Regions from separate parts of the Pan troglodytes genome. Here region 1 is linked to region 2. A link is a contact called in public HiChIP or PLAC-seq data. All regions are on one chromosome and are shown on one strand. Each heading gives the region's core, a stretch centred on a gene start, on an enhancer-like site or on the middle of the called end of the contact. The rest is flanking DNA. Distances are from core to core; before and after follow the strand shown. Region 1 holds the start of C11H11orf86 (chromosome 11 C11orf86 homolog). Region 2 holds the start of RCE1 (Ras converting CAAX endopeptidase 1).

Region 1 (2,700 bases), core at 83-2,582, 130 kb after region 2:
TGGTCTTGAACTTCTGACCTCAAGTGATCCACCCGCCTCAGCCTCCCAAAGTGCTAGGATTACAGGCATGAGCCACTGCTCCCAGCCTCAGGTCTTTCTTTATAGCAGCAGGAGAACGGACAAATACAACTACCAACTCACTTTGTTCGAGGGCTTGCTGTGTGCCAAGCCCTGTGGACCACATTTAATATGCACAACAATGACCCAAGTTATTTGTCCCTCTTACGAATGAAGGAGAAAAATGTGCCCAAGGTCACAAGGCTGCAAGGAATGAAGCTACAGTTTACCCAGAGGCAGTTGGTCCTCAGAGCTTGAGTGCTCAAGGATAGTGCTGTGCTGCTGGGACATTAGGGGCAGTGCTGGGCCTGGAAAAAATCCAGGCCTCCTGACTCCTAGCCTGGAGCCGTCCTGTTTCCTTCTGTTTCTTAAAAAAAAAAAGAAAAGAAGAAATTCTCCAGTATTGTAAAACACATATACCATAAAGTTTACCATTTCAGCCATTGTTGTGCAACCAATCTCTGGAACTCTTCATCTTATGAAATCTGAAAATTTACAGCCATTAAACTCTTCATTCCTCCCTCCCCCAGTGCCTGGCAACGGCCATCCTCCTTGCTGTCTTTGTGAATGTGATTGTTCTAGGTTGGAGCCATACTGATGCTTTTTTAAAAAATATATTTCTTTTTGAGACGCAGTCTTGCTCTGTCACCCAGGTTGGATGCAGTGGCACAATCTCGGCTCACTGCAACCTCCGCCTTCTGGGTTCAAGTGATTCTCCTGCCTCAGCCTCCTGAGTAGCTGGGATTACAGGCGCCCGCCACCATGCCCAGCTAATTTTTTGTATTTTTAGTAGAGACGGGGTTTTACCATGTTGGCAAGGCTGGTCTGGAACTCCTGATCTCAGGCAATCTGCCTGCCTTGGCCTCTCAAAGTGCTAGGATTACAGGCGTGAGCCACCGGGCCTGGCCCAATTCTTAAAAGGCTGTCTCTGTTTGGTTGTTAAGCCATGGTGCTCAGTGTCAATGGATGCCGGGGCCATAGAAATTCAGAGGAGAACAAACTCTTCAGGGATGAGGTAGTCAGGGAAGCTGCCTAGAGGAGAAGGAGAAGGAGGAGGGGGGAGGGGGAGGGGAGGGGAAGGAAGGGGGAGGGGAGGGGAAGGAAGGGGGAGGGGAGGGGAGAAGGAGGGGGAAGATGGGGGAGGAGGGAGGGGGAGAGGAGGGGAGGGGGAGGGGAGGGGGAGGGGGGAAGTATAGGTGAAGGAGGGAGTGGCAATTTCCTCCCTTTGGCCTTCACTCCTTGACCCAGAAGGTGGGGAGGCAGTGGTGAGGTGACTCAGGGATGCTCGGCCCTGTGGCCTGCCCTTTGATTTATGAAAGCCACCTTGGCAGCACCAACCTTTGCCCCCAGTGATCTCTTGTCAGATGGGTGGAGGCACTGGGCCACCTCAGAGGGCCAGTGTCTTGCTGAGGGGCCAGAGCAGTCCTGTGCCTGCAGCCTCCGGAGCCATGGGAACAGGGCTGCGAAGTCAGTCCTTGCGAGAGCCCCGACCCTCCTATGGAAAGCTGCAGGAGCCCTGGGGGAGGCCCCAGGAGGGCCAACTCCGCAGGGCGCTAAGCCTCAGACAGGGGCAAGAGAAGTCCAGGTCCCAGGGCCTCGAGAGAGGCACAGAAGGGCCAGATGCCACTGCCCAGGAGCGGGTGCCGGGGAGCCTGGGGGACACAGAGCAGCTGATCCAAGCCCAGCGAAGAGGCAGCCGGTGGTGGCTGAGGCGGTACCAACAGGTATGGCTGTGGGCTGAAGGATGGAGGGTACCACAGCAGGTGGGCAGGGATTCCAGGGCAGGAAAGGTTCAGAGACAGAGCCAGCCCAGGCTGTGTACCAAGATGACAACCGAGCTGCCTGGAGATGAGGGTGCAGAGAGAGACACCCCAGAGCCACGTTTCAGAGGGCCCTGAAGGCATTTGGGATTTATCCCACAGGCACTGGGGAGCCACTGAAGGTTTTAGAGGAGGAGGGTGATATGGTAAGCGCTGTTTTTAGCTGATTGATAGTATGCTGGACGGGGGAATAGAGCAGGAGGCAAGGAGATCAGCCAGTGCAACTTCCTGGGAAGTACACTGTGTGACCCTCTCACCCCAGAGAAAAAGGGGAGATCTGGACCCCTTTTTGGGGGGCTGCAGGCTCCCTCCTCTAAGAGACAGGGTCTCCAATGAGCAGTGCTTCTCTACCTGGGGTCTACCCCCACCTCGTGGCTATGGGTGGAACAACATCTAAGCCCACCACTCAGCCCGTGGGACCTCCCCCACCTCTGTCTTCCAGCAGGTAAGAAGAAGGTGGGAGAGCTTTGTCGCCATCTTCCCCAGCGTGACTCTGAGTCAGCCGGCCTCCCCGTAGCCCACACTGGGCACCATCAGCTAAAGATGCTGGAAGCCATGGTGGCCCCCTTGCTGTGCCTGGACCAGCCCACCGTGTCTGCTGACCTACCTCTTCACGGCTCTCTGGACTTTGGCTGGGTGGCCCTAGGAGGCTTCTGCCACCAGCTCACTGGAGTCGCCACGTGGCTGCCACTCTTAGCTCTGGCCCTTCCACTCCAGCACTAGCTCTCTTTGAAGACCCCAGCAGGGTCAAAAAGAAGGGGGCTCAGCTGTCTGCCCTCTGGGCTTGGGTAGGGGCCTTGGACTATGATTCTATGAAGGTTTA
Region 2 (2,950 bases), core at 430-2,929:
CCTAGGTGACAGGCGAGACCTCATCTTTAAAAAGTAAAAATTTATATAGGAAGTTGTTTTATGCCTTTGCATAAGGTTTACTTGTGTTAACTTTCAGCAAGAAATTCCCTTTCTCTCCCTTGTCTGGCATATCACTCTTCATCCTTCAAAACCCAGCTCTGGGGCAGGAGTGGTGGCTTATGCCTGTAATACCGTCACTTTGGGGAGCCGGGGCGGGAGGACAGCTTGAGACTAGCCTGGGCAACACGGTGAGACCCGTCTCTACAAGTAAAAAAAAAATAGCCGGTGTGGTGGCATGCGCCTGTGGTTCCTGGTACTCTGGAAGCTGAAGCTGAGGCAGTAGGATCGCTTGAGCCCAGGAGGTCGAGGCTGCAGTGAGCCAGGACTGCGCCACTGCACTCCAGCCTGGGCAACAGAGCAAGACCTTGTCTCAAAAAAACAAAAGGTCAGCTCAGGTATCTCCTCATGGAAACCCTTCTTCACATCCAGAGGTGGTCGGCTTCCTTCTCTATTTTAACCCTGGGCTTTGTACACAGGTCTGCATCCCCTCCTAGCATCTGTGAGCTTCTCTCAGGGAAAAGCTCATTGATCTGCATCCCCAAGACCTGCTGGGGAAGAATCTATTCATCTAAACTCGCTTTAATTTGACAAATGAATCAGTTAAGAGTAGGAAAGCTGCCTATGGGCACTGCTCAATGCAACGTGAGCAACAAAGGGAGACAGAACTGAGGCCAGAAAGGTGAGGGAGGACAGAGGCTGGCAGGGAGGGGGGCTTGTCCGTGCAGACTCCAGGAAGAATCTATACAGAAAGTTACTGAGCGGCCTGAGTCCCCCAAGTGAGGGCTCGGGACAATCTCCCGCCTGGGTGAGAGAATAGGGAGGCCCTGAAACGTCTCTGCAGCCTCGGGCTGCTCCAGAAGCGCCCACAGCTGCAGGGTTTTGGTGTGGATGGGACCTGCTGACAGGGATGCGGTGGGAAGAGCCCCTCGGCGCCCGTTCTCCCAGGCTTCCCCTTGCCCAAGGGTGCTCCTAGCACAGGGCCATGAAAGTAAGATGAAGAGGCTTGTTTTCTCCTAGATACCAGCGGGCAAGCAGAAAACAAGAGGCTCAAGAGGGGCAGCCCCCGCATAGAGGAGATGCGATCTCTGCGCTCCGCCAGGGCCCCGAGCCCTTCAGAGGCCGCCCCGCGCCGCCCGGAGGCCACCGCGGCCCCCCTCACTCCTAGAGGAAGGGAGGACCGCGAGGCTCACGGCAGGGCCCTGGCGCCGGGCAGGGCGAGCCTCAGGAGCCGCCTGGAGGTAACTGGGCGAGGGCCGCGCAGGGAAGGGCTCAGCAGGAGGTGCAGGCCACGGGCCGCTGCTGAGAGGTCCTCACCCCGGGCCCCCTTGTTCCCGCAGGACGTGCTGTGGCTGCAGGAGGTCTCCAACCTGTCAGAGTGGCTGAGTCCCAGCCCTGGGCCCTGAGCCGGGTCCCCTTCCGCAAGCGCCCACCGATCCGGAGGCTGCGGGCAGCCGTTATCCCGTGGTTTAATAAAGCTGCCCCGCGCTCACCAAGTCCTCTTCCGCGTCTGCTTCCGCGTCGGGCCCGGGCGGGGCGGGGCGTGGAGCCGCACCGCGGCCTGACGTCACCCACACCTCCCTGGGACTGCGTCACTGGTGCGCGCCGCGGGTCAGGGCGCAATGGCGGCGCTGGGCGGGGATGGGCTGCGACTGCTGTCGGTGTCGCGGCCGGAGCGGCCGCCCGAGTCGGCGGCGCTGGGGGGCCCGGGCCCCGGGCTGTGCTGCTGGGTGTCAGTGTTCTCCTGCCTCAGCCTCGCCTGCTCCTACGTGGGCAGCCTCTACGTCTGGAAGAGCGAACTGCCCAGGTGCGGGGGCTGCGCGCGGCCGGAATCCGCGCCCTGCGGGCGGAGCTTGGGCGAGCCGGGGGCGGGTCCGTGCTCATGGGCAGCCGCGGGCCCCCTGAACTTACTGTCCCCTCCGTAGGGACCATCCCGCCGTCATCAAGCGACGCTTCACCAGCGTCCTGGTGGTGTCCAGTCTCTCACCTCTGTGCGTGCTGCTCTGGAGGGAACTCACAGGCATCCAGGTGCGAAGGAGGCGGGGCAAAGGGCAATGGCGGTGAGAGCTCAGGGGTCTTTAGGGGAGGAAGCAAAACTGATGCCCCCTTTCCTGTGGCTCAGCCAGGCACATCCCTGCTCACCCTGATGGGCTTCAGGCTGGAGGGCATTTTCCCAGCGGCGCTGCTGCCCCTGTTGCTGACCATGGTGAGTGCTCCTCCTGTATTTTTTCTTCTGGTCTTTGTTATCAGCCTGATGGGCAGTGCCGTGGACTCCTCTTGTTTTTGGTTTTTGGTTGATGGGAGACAGGACTTTTGAGATGGCCCCAGGGTCCTCCGGTATGCATGGTCTGGAAATCGTGGCTGAGAGGATTTCAAGCTTGGAGTCTCAGGGAGCATGGGCAAAGGTCTGGGCAAAAGCGGTGGGTTATGGTGAAAGTGTTTTCTTGCTCTCAGATTCTTTTCCTGGGCCCACTGATGCAGCTCTCTATGGATTGCCCTTGTGACCTGGCAGATGGGCTGAAGGTTGTCCTGGGTGAGTCTTAAAGGCTGAAGGGAAAAGTAAGCACAGGCAGTCCAGGACATTGGGGCAGGGAGTCAGCGGGCTCAGGGTGTGATCTGGACACGTGAAATGTCATCTCTCTGGGTGTGTTTTCTCATCAGTAAAATGGAAACATAGAGCTAGGTGGCCTCTAAGGGTTGATTGCCAACGTCCAAGGAGTTCCCTGGGAACCCCCAGCAGCATTTGGTGTGGATCAGAGAGCACTGTTCCCTGCTTCCCCAACCAGAGCTAGTCTTGCTTAAATTTTGGTGTCTCCAGAGTTTACTTCCAGGATGCCCTGCCTCAGCTAATGCCTTCCCTTCAGGTCATCTCAAGACATTGGGTTTATGTTGG

The links. HiChIP or PLAC-seq counts read pairs in DNA pulled down with a chosen protein or histone mark.
Region 1: an H3K4me3 HiChIP or PLAC-seq map of stem cell-derived excitatory neurons shows a contact between it and region 2, with 7 times the contacts expected there. The contact joins the promoter of C11H11orf86 here to the promoter of RCE1 in region 2. A contact is called at or near these places in 1 of 7 Hi-C or Micro-C datasets (stem cell-derived neural progenitor cells) and 1 of 1 datasets of contacts at active chromatin or transcription factors (stem cell-derived excitatory neurons).

What each region holds. Positions count from the first base shown.
Region 1 is chr9:69,297,856-69,300,555 of NHGRI_mPanTro3-v2.0_pri, forward strand. It overlaps C11H11orf86 (chromosome 11 C11orf86 homolog), which reads left to right and starts at 1,333. Exons shown (of 2, transcript XM_024347544.3): 1 at 1,333-1,781; 2 at 2,320-2,700. The coding sequence starts at 1,422. The coding sequence ends at 2,394.
Region 2 is chr9:69,163,864-69,166,813 of NHGRI_mPanTro3-v2.0_pri, forward strand. It overlaps RCE1 (Ras converting CAAX endopeptidase 1), which reads left to right and starts at 1,680. Exons shown (of 7, transcript XM_054661443.2): 1 at 1,680-1,864; 2 at 1,983-2,085; 3 at 2,180-2,263; 4 at 2,512-2,590. The coding sequence starts at 1,680. It overlaps TOP6BL (TOP6B like initiator of meiotic double strand breaks), which reads left to right. Exons shown (of 17, transcript XM_054661441.2): 16 at 1,078-1,298; 17 at 1,398-1,553. The coding sequence ends at 1,463.